Regions from separate parts of the Sus scrofa genome. Here regions 1, 2 and 3 are each linked to region 4. The links are chromatin contacts, called in public Hi-C maps. All regions are on one chromosome and are shown on one strand. The core of a region is the stretch at or near the end of the contact, and the rest is flanking DNA. Distances in the headings are between cores, read along the strand shown.

Region 1 (3,298 bases), core at 192-2,691, 440 kb after region 4:
GATGATGTCATAGCTTTTAAATGCCTCAATTTTGAGGCCGCAGTCAAGTAGTTGCAAAATCAGGTCACAGAATTATGCAATAAAGAACTTGTCCACTTATGTTTTCCTCGGATATTAATTATTAATCTGGAAAGTTGTGCCTTATGAGTCACAGCAGAAACAATCCCGCATGTGAATCAATAATAGACTTATTAAAAGAAATGATTATAGAAGAGATTTTAGGTTTTCTTAGAAAAAACAGTTTTCTTCAACTTTAAGAAAATCTAAAATCTATTACAATTGAAACTCTGGAAAGAATACATTTTATGTTTATCAAGTCATAACTATTTCATGACGTGGTTACCTTGAGAGTCATTGAGACACTTTTATAATTCTTTACAGTTTAAATTTAATGGGCCATGAATCTTAGTTTAGAAATTTTACAATTTACTATTTTGCCTTTCTATGAATCAGCTGCTTATACATATTGTTACAATCTTTGCTTGTACTATTTTCAAGTTTTTTCCACTAAAACACCCTATGAAAAGGAGAATTCTTAAAACTAAACTTATATACAAAAGAAACCAATTTTATAAATGCCTTATTCCTTATTATAGGAATAATAAAGTGTAAATGTCTCAAGCATCCTTTTCAATTTAATTCTTTATATTGAGCACTTACAATTACTGAATAAGATACAGCTCCTTTACCGGTAGCATTTGCTCAGGAAAAATAACTTTGGAGCCCTCACGGAGTTCACACTTTATCAAGAGAAACAAATCTATTTTTAACTAAGTCAAATATACTCTAGAAAAGCTATAATAAAGTTCTTTGGAGGGAAGGAAAAGGAATAGTTTTGATTTGTAGAAATTGGAGAAGTCTTAAGAAGTGCTTACTTTATTTACTAATTAATTTTTTTTTTTTTTTGGTCTTTTTGTCTTTCTAGGGCCACACCCACGGCATATGGAGGTTCTCAGGCTAGGGGTCCAATCGGAGCTGTAGTCACTGGCCTATGCCAGAGCCACAGCAACACCAGATCTGAGCTGTGTCTGCCACCTACACCACAGCTCACGGCAACGCCAGATCCTTAACCCACTGAGCAAGGCCAGGAATCAAACCCAAAACCCCATGGTTCCGAGTCAGATTCATTTCCACTGTGCCATGACGGGAACTCCAGGTTTTTTGTGTTTGTTTGTTTAAGAACTGCTTACTTTAAAAATGGTTTCTGGAGAAAGAGAAGGCATTTTGGAAGCACGTGGAAGAAGAGCATTCGAGAGATAAGAAATTTCTAGAACTAAGGTAGGAAGGTATAAAAGGATGTGATTATGTCTGTAAGAATGACACGCTATCATGCCTAAAGCAGTAGTTTTCCAACTTCAGCATGCATGAAGATCACATGGCAGGCTTGTTAAACCCCAGATAGCTGGTGCAGTAGGTGGGGGTGGGACTTGAGAATCTGCATTTCTAACAAGGTCTCAGGTATTGCAGATGTGGCTGTTTTGGTTGCACAACCACTGTACTTGATAAAAATTGATACTGTTCAGCAAATTTTAGAAGGCCAACTTAAAAAAAAAAAAAAGATTGTAGCCAAATTATAAAGATACTGGATGTACATACTCAGGCTAAAATTTTAGTTTCTTTTAGCTAATTGGGAAAAGCAAGGGGTGAAACTGTTATTTCACAATAGTTTGGCGTTGGAAAAGCCTGTAGGCCGCTGGAATAAATGGCCTAATTGATAAAAGAGGATTAGATGGAAGAGCCATCAAGGATACCCAGTTGACAGGGCCGTGCAATTTCTCGATTGGGAAAATGGGAGGAAGACAGCAGTTTCTGTGAGTTTTAGCCCTGACTGCCTGGGGGCTGAGGCAGTCACTAAGTGAGGAGCCCCAGGAGCAGGGGCACTTCTGGACTAGGCAATTGAGAACTTGCCAGGACTGACTTAAACGTGCTAGAGCACACCCAAGGAAAGGGGCCAAGGCATTATGTGGAAATTTGAGTCTAGAATTCAGAAGAGTTGCAAGGAGCAGTCTGAGAGATATGCAAATTAGAAAAAGGAAAGTCAGGAGAGTGGGTGATCTTTCTCCCAGGGAAACAGCAGGATCAGGAAGAGGGAGGATTAAAAAAAGAAACCCGAGGACAGCCTAAAATCCACAGGCAAGAATCCCAGGTGGGCTGTGGAGCCTGGAACTTGCCAAATGTTGATCAAGTATGTGCTTAACATTTTGAAACACAAGGCACTTCCCTGGGCTTGCTATCTCCGTAAAACCTGGGGAACTGTCCCGAAGTCTGGCATCAGTATCCTTTTTGCCCATTAACTCACTGACTCTAAACAGATGACTGTGAGTTTTCGTGGACTTGCTATCATGTATTCTGCTCAAAAACGTTGTTTTTCACCGTAGCCAGAGAGATGAGGAGGTTTGTTCAGCTATGCCGAGATTTAACACACTAAAGGTTTTGAAACAGAGGATGGCATCTTGAAACACCTGTTTGACAAGATCGTTTTGGCTTTTGGAGATGAGTGGGGATCTGGGAACGTCTGCCTGGATATCGGGAGACATCTGGCTTAGAAGACACTGGTGGAAGTCGAGAGGTGACGAATGAACTGAAGGGGTACTGGAGATGCACAACTGCCCACCTCGCGTCTGCGTGCGTTTGAGGTGTGGAGAAAACGAGATACTGGGAATAACTTCTCAGGTTCTCATTTGAGGAATCGGATGGAGAACACTGCCACTGAGTGAAATGGGGGAAAGAAAAAGGTCTGGTCGATCGAGGCGGTTACAGCAACAGAACTGAGGATTACGGCAACGTGTTCAATCTGTCCTCTGAATCTCACCTGAAATAACTGTTTCAGGAATTCTCGTCATGGCTCAGCAGAAACAAATCTGACTAGTATCCATGAGGATGTAGGTTCGATCCCTGGCTTTGCTCAGTGGGTTAAGGATCTGGCGTTGCCGTGAGCTGTGGTGTGGATTGCAGATATGGCTTGGATACCACGTTGCTGTGGCTCTGGCGCAGGCCGGCAGCTGCAGCTCTGACTCGACCCCTAGCCTTGGAACCTCCATATGGTGCAGGTATGATCCTAAAAAGACAAAAAAAAAAAAAAAAAGAAGAAGAAGAAGAAAGAAAGAACTATTTTAGACACTATGAGGTTATCCATGAATTTACTGTTATAAAATAAAATGGAAAAAAAAACCCTCAGGCAAATTCAAGTTTGAACTTAAATATATACTTTGATTTTAAATATCTCAATGGAAAGTAAAACTTTAAAAAAATTATTTGACCTCTTTTACCTGCTTCACGTTTCAAGAATTGTACAGAA
Region 2 (2,927 bases), core at 362-2,861, 340 kb after region 4:
GTTTTGAGATAATAAGCACACATTGTTTCAAACTATCAAGTCTATGGTAATCTGTCACTGCCATGTAACAAATGCATATGCCAAAATGGAAAATTTGGCCATTTCATCATGCATAGAAGGCCATCTGAACCCTTATTTAAATGATCAGATATTAAATTCTCCTTCTTCTTGAATCAAATGAAACATTTGAGATTTCGGAATGTTTACTGATGATCATACAAGAAGACGGCCCTTTAAACTTAGTTTGGAAATTATTTATCAGGTTTTTGTTTACTGGTTTATTGACATTTGATCAAGTATTCCTTTTGAAATACTTCTGCAATGAAATTTATATTAAAATCCTTTGTTATGAAAAGAACTTGAGAACGTTTTCTGCTGAGAAGGGAAGCCAACAGTCATGTGTCACTGGCCCAGTCCTGTCCATCATCCCAAGCCCGGCTTGATGTCATTTCCTTTCGAATCCGCACTTTCCACCTTCTCCCAGACTGACCTGACTCCTTTGGGTTCACAGAGTGGCTTCGTTATAAAACATCTTACCCTGTGTTATAATTACCTCTTCCTATAAGCTATCTCTGTCTCTAGTCCAGGAGTTACCAAACTACGGCTCAGGGGCTAAACCCTCTCTGCTGCCTGTTTCTGGAAATAAAGTTTTATTGGAACAAGCCATGCCCGTTCGCTTGTACAACACGTTATAGCTGGTTTCACAGTATACCACAGAGTTGAGTGGTGGCAACAAAAAGCTCATGGCTCTCAAGTCTAAACTATTTCCTATATATGGGCCTTTACAGAGAAAGGCGGCTGCTTAGACCATGATTCTCAAGAGGTGATGGACCGACAGACTGGATCCTGTCCATCTCCGTAGCCTCAGAACCTAGCCCACTGCAGACCCCAATTTTGTAACCGAATTGTATACAAAGATGCATAAAACACTGAAATTGAAGCCAAAATTAGCATTTATCTTCCCTCTAAATTGGAGAGGCCATAACTTTTTGTCAAGACTGTCCTGAAGAAACAATCTGTCCTCATCCTTCGTATTACCCTGGAAGCTGAAAACAGAATGAACAGAGCTGGCTATTACGGGACATTCCTCCCCTTCATTAGAAGGCTGCATTTAGACCAAATTGCCATTTATTAAACAATTTTCACATTAGTTACCAAGCCCATGTGCCTTTCAGGGGGCAGTTATTCTGTTTTCAGATTCACTTAGGACCCATTTCCAAAATACTGCTAGTGTGTGTGCTGTCCAAGAAACCTTTTAATTTTCATTTGTAAACCTTTTTTGATGTTGCTCCCTTGTCAAAAACAGGAAGCCATTATTTTCCAGCAGTAAACAAGTTCAAAATCAAGTTAGCCACTCAACTCCCCAAATCAAGACTGTGTTTTTGTATATACAAAAAAAAAAAAATCAACTTTCTAATCTTCATCGACTGTATAAAATCTTCGAGGGAAAGCCAAGAGCCTTAAAATTTTGTGGGAATCAAAGAATGTGAAGATCCACCCCCTCCCACCCTCAGATTTGGTTCTTCTCCAAAACCAGGGAAACCTTTCAAATCTCTTGTGATTCACTCCTTCACAATGTTACCCCGTGAGATTAGTCTGAATGCTTTTTCCTTTATTCATCTGCCCGCAATCTCTCTAACTCCCATATGGGATGTATATACAGTAACAGCAACCCCGAAGGACAAAGCAGAACAAGATGTATATGCCATGGATATCAGGTCTCAAAAGAGACCATGACATTGGTGCAAATCACCACTGCGCCCCGACTCAGCAGCGACTGCGTATTTTAGAAGATGCCGAGGAAATTACTACAAAGCGTTACCTAAAGGTTTTGTAAATAAATGTATTAAACTCATAGGAGAAGCTTGAAACGAGTAGAAACATGTTTCCTGGCTTCATCACGATGTTTAGAAAACTCTTCCAGTTCACCTGATTAGTGCCTCCAGGCCACAAAGACGCGAATCTCCCACTGGGTCAGCAAATAAGGACTCTGACCCTTTCCCGGCCCTTGACTCTGGGCCTTGGGGTCTGCCTCCCTTCCCTACGGCCACTATCACCATCTCAGTGCCTTTTCATCCTCTGCTGGAAAGAGTTTCCTCTGCAGTGCAGCAAACTTAGAAAAAACAGAATCATATATAAGGAGCTTTCTCTGTATTTCTCTACATACCTACATAGGTCCTTTTATTATAAAATAAGTTTTCACACTTATTTTGGGGGGGATGTTAAAATATGTTTTCTTTAATAAAATATTAATGCCATAGATAATAATTTTCGTATTCTTTTGCTTGTTGGGGCCTCACCTGTGGCATGTGGAAGTTCCCAGGCCAGGGCTCAAATCGGAGCTGTAGCCACGGGCCTACACCACAGCCACAGCAACGCCAGATCTGAGCTGCATCTGTGACCTACCCCACAGCGCAGGGCAATGCCAAATCCCCAACCCACCAAGCGAGGCCAGGGATCAAACCCACATCCTCACGGATACTAGTTGGGTTTATAATCCGCTGAGCCACAACAGGAATTCCCAGATGATCATTTTGTTCATGTCCTTCCTTGACCAAAGATAAAGCTGTCGTCCTCAAATCAGTTCCTCCAATTTTTAAAAATGGTCCACGAAACCACAAAGGGTCTGAGAACTCGGAACACTGAAGAGTCACTGAAGCGGAGGAGAGGAAGGGGTGTTGCGGAGTCCTTCCGGCCCGCAGAGGTCAACGACTGATTCAAGTTCATTCAGCTGGTCGGCAGGGGTGAACGACGGCACACATGACTGGCTCCTGAGCCAGCGAGCCTCTTGATGCTCCAGGCTGCTCTGTGCTGAGGTGCTCTGGTGGCTGTCTTTAAGAATGCGGTCAAACTGCTTCTGTTATTAAACCTTTTCCTTTTCTTTTCTTTTTATGGCTAATCTGTGGCATATGGAAGTTCCCTGGCCA
Region 3 (3,189 bases), core at 526-3,025, 260 kb after region 4:
ATCACCATAATTCGTTTTGTAAGAGCTGTTAAGGTCCAAGAAGCCTTTCTGGCTTTTTTTTCTTTTTTTTTGTCAACAGGAAGTTGACTGAAGCGAGAGAAAATGACCTCTAATAGCATAGAAGTCAGTGAATCCATGAAATTCAAATGGCCTGTGAGCTTGGCAGACCCTGCCACAAACTCAAACGTGTTGACTCTGGTGCAATCACAGGCCTCTTTTCCAGGTTATGGCCCTTCATCAAAAACCCTGCCGGGAGGTATTTGGATCATACGTGCCCCAATCACATCTTTGTGTGTTCATGTGATGCAAGAGTCCAGAGGCCAAGGGAACCCAAATGCTAGTTCAATCCCGAACCATCAATCAGGCCTTTTTGAAAACTGGAAAACTGGTCCTTCCCTGCTTGTAAATCCTACCCCTAGTGCCCCCAAACAACTGCTACAAAGTTTTCTTTGGGATTTAACTGAGATTCCTGGGGATTTAAGATACTGGCTGCCAGATTGTTAAAATGCATTAATGTTTATAGTGATTATGATTACGAGAACGAATAATAAATACTTGCATATACCTGGAACGGAGCCCAAATCCTACTGTTTCAAAAGAAAGAATCAGTATAAAGCTGTAGCTCTCTGGAAATCTGTGCACAGGAAAATCTGAAACCAGTCGAGATCCCCAGGATTACAGATAAATGCCAGGAAGCAGGCTGATCGAATTCTCCCAAGATCCTTTCCAATGCTTTAGAAATTAGAGAAGAAACATGGCCACCATATTTGTATCTTTTGATCACTATCCATTGGGATAGGTTGATTGTGCAAATAAAATGCATTTTTAATTAAAATGATTTTTTAAATAACACATTTCTGATTGCATCAAGAACACACAAACAAAAAGACTTGCAGCCAGCAGTCTCTCCTAAGGGCGACACAAAGAGTTCCCCTGTGCTATTGAGATGGGAAGGCTGGAAGGTGGCCCATCTCATCACTGCTCAGTCAGTCTTTAGATGGTCCCCTCAAATGGTGAAAGCATTTTGCTGGTGAATGAGGCTTAGGTCAGAGATCTGATTCTTTGTGGGCCCATTAACTCTCCTGAACTACACAGGTCATGCCCAGGATGAGGTCATGGGTCCCAGGCACCAAGCTCTTCCTACTGCTCTGCCTGGTATGTTTGCCCTCATCTCGAGCCCGCAGCGCTGCTGGGATGTGCAAGGGACAGCCTGATCTCTGCTGATTCCAAAGCTTCTCTGTCCCTCTTGAGTCCCGAGCATAGCAACGGCAAAGGCTGCAGACTGCTTTGTTCCCAGGGGAAAATAAATGTTTTCACACCTTTTGATAGTAATCTTCATACTCAAGTACCATTCAAGGTACAATTTTTCATGGTCATAGGAAAGGATTCCACTGTAAAGTATATCTCGCCAGAGAAAATGATGAGGGAGTAAAGATTACATGAAAAGAAGAAAATAGAACTTTGCAGAGTCAAGAGGGTAAAAACCAAACTTCTAAAGAAACATTGGTTGTGTCTACAAAACAAAACAAGACAAGACAAAACAAGACTGAGAAACTGATGACCTTTTAAAGCTACTCTAATCTCTGGGGTATTGTGTGTCCCTTTTACAGGACAAAGTAACCTGGACCCCAAGCATAACACCAGGGCCTATATAGAGCAAGTGTTTACAAACTGTGCTGGATTGTTTAATCCAAAACGCTTCCCTCCTGCCTCAGGATTGTGTGTCTACACGAAGTTTAAAAGGCTTTGAAAGATAAGGAGGGCCAGTGAGCCCTGGAGAGCCAATGGGGCGGCCTTTTATTCATTAACCTGATATGGACTGATCTACTGATAGCCAATCCAGGGCTGGCAAAGTGATGAAAGAAACTCCAGCGGAGAGAAAGTGTTAGTGCAATCCCCAGAAAAGACGATGGGCTTAAGCCAAAGGGTGAAACACAAAGAACAGTGAAAGAAAAAGCCTGGTTTAAATGTTATAATGTATCTACCACTTCTAAACAGTTTTTTAGAGTGACCAAATGGTCACCAGACTTGGGAGTCAGAGGATCCCAATGAGGGGCTGGACACCTGGGACGAGTCTCCCTCCCTCTCTGATGGTCACTTATCTGTTTAAAAGCCATTCATGGCTCACTAAGTGGCAGGGGCAGCCACCTGCTTTTGGCTAAGATTTCCTCCTTTTCTTGTATTCGCCTCCGAAGCCGACTGAATATTTTTGCCTATTTTCAACAACTTTATGATGGTACAATTGATATAGAACGAGTTATTCAAATTTAAAGTACTAAATCTGGGACATTTTGACACTTGTATACACCTATGAAAACTTCGCTACTATTAAGAAAATGATCACACCAATCATCCCCCAAATTTCTCGTGACCTTTAGTAACCTCTTCTTCTGGTCCTGCTCATCACCTCTTCCCGGAGGCTACTGATCCGGGTTCCATCACTATAGATTACAGTGATGGCATTTTCCAGAACTGTATGGAACTGGAATCATGCGGCATAACCTATTATTTTGGTGTGGCATCTTTCACTGGGCATAATTATTCTGAGATTCATTCATGCTTCCGTGTGTCTCAATAGCTCATTCTCTTGTAGTGCGCAGTGGTATTCCATTGAATGAACACACTTCCTTTGTTTATCCATTTATTTGTCAATGAACATGTGGGTTTCCAAGTTCGTTCTACTTCAAATAAAGCTTCTACAAGCATTCGGGTGCAAGTGCTTCATTTCTCTTGGGTAAATACCTAAGAGTGCAAGGGCTTGATTACATGGTGGGTATATGTTTAACTTTTTAAGAAATTGCTAAACTGTTTTTCACTGTCGTTGGGCCATTTTACATTCCCACCTGCAGGATATGCAGATTCTTGTCGCTCCGTATCCTCACTCTGCGGTATAATCAATTTAAAAACCTCAGCAATTCTAATCAGTATATAGTAATATGTCATTTTGATTTTATTTGCATTTCCCCTAGTGATTAATGATGTTGAGCTTTTTTTTTTTTTTTTTTTGGCTTTTTTTTTAAGGCCGCACCCCTGGCATATGTAAGTTCCCAGGCTAGGGGTTGAACTGGAGCTATGGCTGCGTCTGCGACCTACACCACAGCTCACAGCAACACCAGATCCTTAACCCACTGAGCAAGGCCAGGGATTGAACCTACAACCTCATGGATCCTAGTCGGGTTTGTTAACCGC
Region 4 (3,292 bases), core at 42-2,541:
ACTCTTTATATAAAATAATGTGGGAAAGGCCAACTGACTTGTGCGTTTTATCTGTGCAGTCAGTCAGGGCCAGCGGTGGTAAGCTGTCATCTGTGCGTGTGTGTGCAGGGCAGAAGGGGCACGGCTAAGAGAGGGTGCAGAGCTGCACATGACAGGAGCGTGGACCACGCTGCCTGCCAGCCCGCCTGCCTGTGGATCTTCCAATGCCCGGCTGCATTTTTGCATTTGGGGAAAAGTAGAGTCTGTGACATGACCCCAAACAAAAGTTCTCTGATCTCTGATCGCCCGCCAGCGTGGACGGCCCTGAACACTGAACTATGAATGAAGGGCGGGGGAGGGGGGCGGGGGGGGGCGCTCTGCAGGATTCCCTCAGCCCAGGAGGATGGGCTGGCCCCTCTTCCCAAGCCCTCCATCACCTGTCCGCCCCCTCCGGGGACCCTGAACCCCACCTTCCCGCCGGGGGTGTCCGAACCCCTGAGTCGGTGGCTCGGCAGGTGGAGGGGCGCTGGGCCAGGCTGGTTCCGGCGGGTCCTCTCGGTGGATTGATTGAGATAGGGCGTCTGTGTCTGGGCTTTGCTTCCCCCCCCCCCCGCCAAAAAAAAAAAAAAAAAAAAGAGGAAGAAGGTGAAGCAAGGGGACTGGGCAGAGAAAGCAAGGGAGGGAAAGGAGAAGTGGCCCAAAATCAGGAGCGTTTCCTCGCGGAGGGGAAGCAGACCTCGGGCGGCGGGTGGTGTGTGCAGAGAGGTGTGTGCGAGGGAGCCGCGAGCAGCAGGCGAGCAGCCCGTCAGAGCGGGCGGTCCCTCCCCTTCCTAATCTCAGCCTTTACTCGCAGCGCGGCTCCCTCCCTCTCCCATTCACTCACTCACTCGGGGCCAATCGCTCCCTCTCTCCCCCTCTCCCCCCCCCTCCCTCCCCGTCTCTCTTCCCTCCCATCCTCTCTCTGTCTCTGTCTCCCCCCCCCCGTCTCTCCCCCCTCCCTCCCTCCCTCCCTCCCTCTCTCTTACTCTCCTCCCTGACAGCCACAAACCTACAGCCCCGACTGCATCCAGAGAGGGAACCTGCAAACAAACTTCACAGCAAACTTTTTGTTCTTGTTCCAGAGAATTGACTGAAGAGGAGACAGGAAACAAACAAACAAAAACAAACAAACAAACCAACCAAAACACACACACACACACCAAAACCCCAAAAAGGAAAGAGAGAGAGAAAAAAAAAAAAGCAAAAAAAAAAAAAAAAAAAAAAAAAAAAAAAAAAAACCCGTGCGTGAGGGGGAGGAAGAGCGGAGCCTTTTAAAAGGGCCGTCACCACAACTTTGGCTGCCAGGATGCCCTTGCTTTGGCTGAGAGGATTTTTGTTGGCGAGTTGCTGGATTATAGTGAGGAGTTCCCCCACCCCAGGATCCGGGGGGCACAGCGCAGCCCCGGACTGCCCGTCCTGTGCGCTGGCCACCCTCCCAAAGGATGTACCCAACTCTCAGCCGGAGATGGTGGAAGCCGTCAAGAAGCACATTTTAAACATGCTGCACTTGAAGAAGAGACCCGATGTCACCCAGCCGGTACCCAAGGCGGCGCTTCTGAACGCGATCAGAAAGCTTCATGTGGGCAAAGTGGGGGAGAACGGGTACGTGGAGCTGGAGGACGACATCGGGAGGAGGGCGGAAATGAATGAACTCATGGAGCAGACCTCGGAGATCATCACCTTCGCGGAAGCAGGTGGGTGCTGGCCTGGGGGGCGGGGTGGGGGGCACGGGTCTCCGACCGCGCGGGGGGAACCTGCCGCCCTCCAGCTGCACCCGCCCGGGAAGGTCGTGCGTTCGCCGGGCGCGGGAGCGGGCCGGCCGGGGGGCGACCAGGGGCGGACCGGGAGGGAACCTCCCGGAGCCGGGAGCCCAGGCAGAGCCCCGGCCGGCGGCGGCAGGGAGGGGGTCGGCGTACACTTGCTCCGCTCGGCCGGTCGCGCCGAGGAAGCGCTCGGCCGATCCCGGAGCAGGAAGCCGGCGGGAGAGAGGCTCCCTTGCCCTGCCCGGGAGAGCAGAGCAGGGCGGCGAGAGGAAAGCCGGGCAGTTTCGGGGGGCTGGGGGGGGCGGGAGGCTTCCGGACCCCATCCGAAGTTTCTACCCGGGGGCGGGGGAGGGGGCGGCGAGCGCGGGATTGGGGTGGAAGGGCACGGAGGAAGTCCTTGTCGCCCAAGCAGCCCTTTTTCTTTAAAAGTCCAATCAGGGGCCACCTTCCAGAAGCGGGGCATCTGCATTAGTGACAGTCGTGTTTACCTTTGGCAACTCGGCTTCGAAGGAGCACAGGCATCACGTTTTAGGCAGGGACGAGCGAGAGCGACGTGGGGGTGGGGGTGGGGGTGGGGGTGGGGGCACATGACATTGAACCGGCAGGCAGTTGCTTTTTGGAACACTGACTTTTGCTCTCGGAACCAAAAAAAAAAAAAAAAAAAAAAAGGAAAAGAAAGAGTTTTGTTCTCTGTAAAGTTACTAAGAGCTCTCTGCCAAGGAATGCAACCTTGACAAAGTGCTCCAGATACTACACGGAGCTCTCACTCAATCCTTAAGAGGAAGAACTTTAATAAATAGATTCTAATCGTTGGCTCAGGACCACACGAACCTGTTGCTGAAGAAAAAAATACCTGTCAAGCGGGAGGGCTGGAGACCCGGGGCCAGGTCATTTTTACAGTTATGTGACCCGGATCCTTTTGCCTGCCTACAAGCTGGGCAAGTCCAGGCACACAGATGTGTTAATTCCATGTTACTTTCATGGTAATGCCAGGCTACAGAATGGTATCCCTTGCCAAATCCATTTGAAAGGAATGCCATTGTTTTGTTTGGTAGAGCATATGGCCAGTAAAGTGTGTGCCGGGACTCCCAGCATTGCTGTTTAAAAGTTTGCCGCAGCAGTATAAACAATTAAGGCAACACTCAGAATTTCCAATCCTGAAAACCTGTTGACTCAGATGTTATGTGCTCAAGAAAACCGTGCGAGACCTGGGCATCCTCTTGAAGGGAGCAGATAGCCTGCTGGCTTGCTGGCTTCTCCTCCTCGGCAAAGCCCTGATGTCCTAAGGGCGGTTCTAGCTGTCTCACCAGAAGCTTCTTTCCTTTCGAGAAAGGTCTGACTACTTTCTTCCTCTAAACCTTTTTTTTTTTTTTTTTTTTAATGAAGCCCCAAAGGCCCTGATACTTTTGACTTTATCTTTTGAAGCGTATGGAGGGGAAAGGCAGGGTGGAGCTTTCGAGTGGCTACCCAGATTTGCTCAGTCTTTGCCGGGGTCCTGAGCAGCAAGTGGA

Evidence for each region. Hi-C and Micro-C count contacts between places; a contact is called where the count stands out from the background.
Region 1: a Hi-C map of liver shows a contact between it and region 4, with 4 times the contacts expected there. The contact joins the enhancer-like site here to the promoter of INHBA in region 4. A contact is called at or near these places in 2 of 5 promoter capture datasets (fetal liver and liver) and 7 of 47 Hi-C or Micro-C datasets (embryonic fibroblasts, liver and skeletal muscle).
Region 2: a Hi-C map of embryonic fibroblasts shows a contact between it and region 4, with 4 times the contacts expected there. The contact joins the enhancer-like site here to the promoter of INHBA in region 4. A contact is called at or near these places in 2 of 5 promoter capture datasets (fetal liver and liver) and 6 of 47 Hi-C or Micro-C datasets (embryonic fibroblasts, fibroblasts, liver and 1 more).
Region 3: a contact with region 4 is called in a Hi-C map of liver, with 8 times the contacts expected there. The contact joins the enhancer-like site here to the promoter of INHBA in region 4. A contact is called at or near these places in 2 of 5 promoter capture datasets (both in liver) and 8 of 47 Hi-C or Micro-C datasets (embryonic fibroblasts, fetal liver, fibroblasts and 2 more).

The regions. Positions count from the first base shown.
Region 1 is chr18:53,323,595-53,326,892 of Sscrofa11.1, forward strand. No RefSeq gene overlaps it. Among named protein-coding and RNA genes, the nearest start is that of INHBA, 440 kb to the left of the region's middle. Within about 2 kb of position 1,442, at least 1 of the 83 cell types and tissues checked has an H3K27ac peak or open chromatin away from gene starts, as enhancers often do. A contact at or near this core is called in liver, where this site is marked.
Region 2 is chr18:53,230,815-53,233,741 of Sscrofa11.1, forward strand. No RefSeq gene overlaps it. Among named protein-coding and RNA genes, the nearest start is that of INHBA, 340 kb to the left of the region's middle. Within about 2 kb of position 1,612, at least 2 of the 83 cell types and tissues checked have an H3K27ac peak or open chromatin away from gene starts, as enhancers often do. A contact at or near this core is called in embryonic fibroblasts, where this site is marked.
Region 3 is chr18:53,151,561-53,154,749 of Sscrofa11.1, forward strand. No RefSeq gene overlaps it. Among named protein-coding and RNA genes, the nearest start is that of INHBA, 260 kb to the left of the region's middle. Within about 2 kb of position 1,776, at least 5 of the 83 cell types and tissues checked have an H3K27ac peak or open chromatin away from gene starts, as enhancers often do. A contact at or near this core is called in fetal liver and liver, where this site is marked.
Region 4 is chr18:52,888,393-52,891,684 of Sscrofa11.1, forward strand. INHBA (inhibin beta A subunit) reads left to right here and starts at 1,292. Exons shown (of 6, transcript NM_214028.1-2): 1 at 1,292-1,712. The coding sequence starts at 1,325.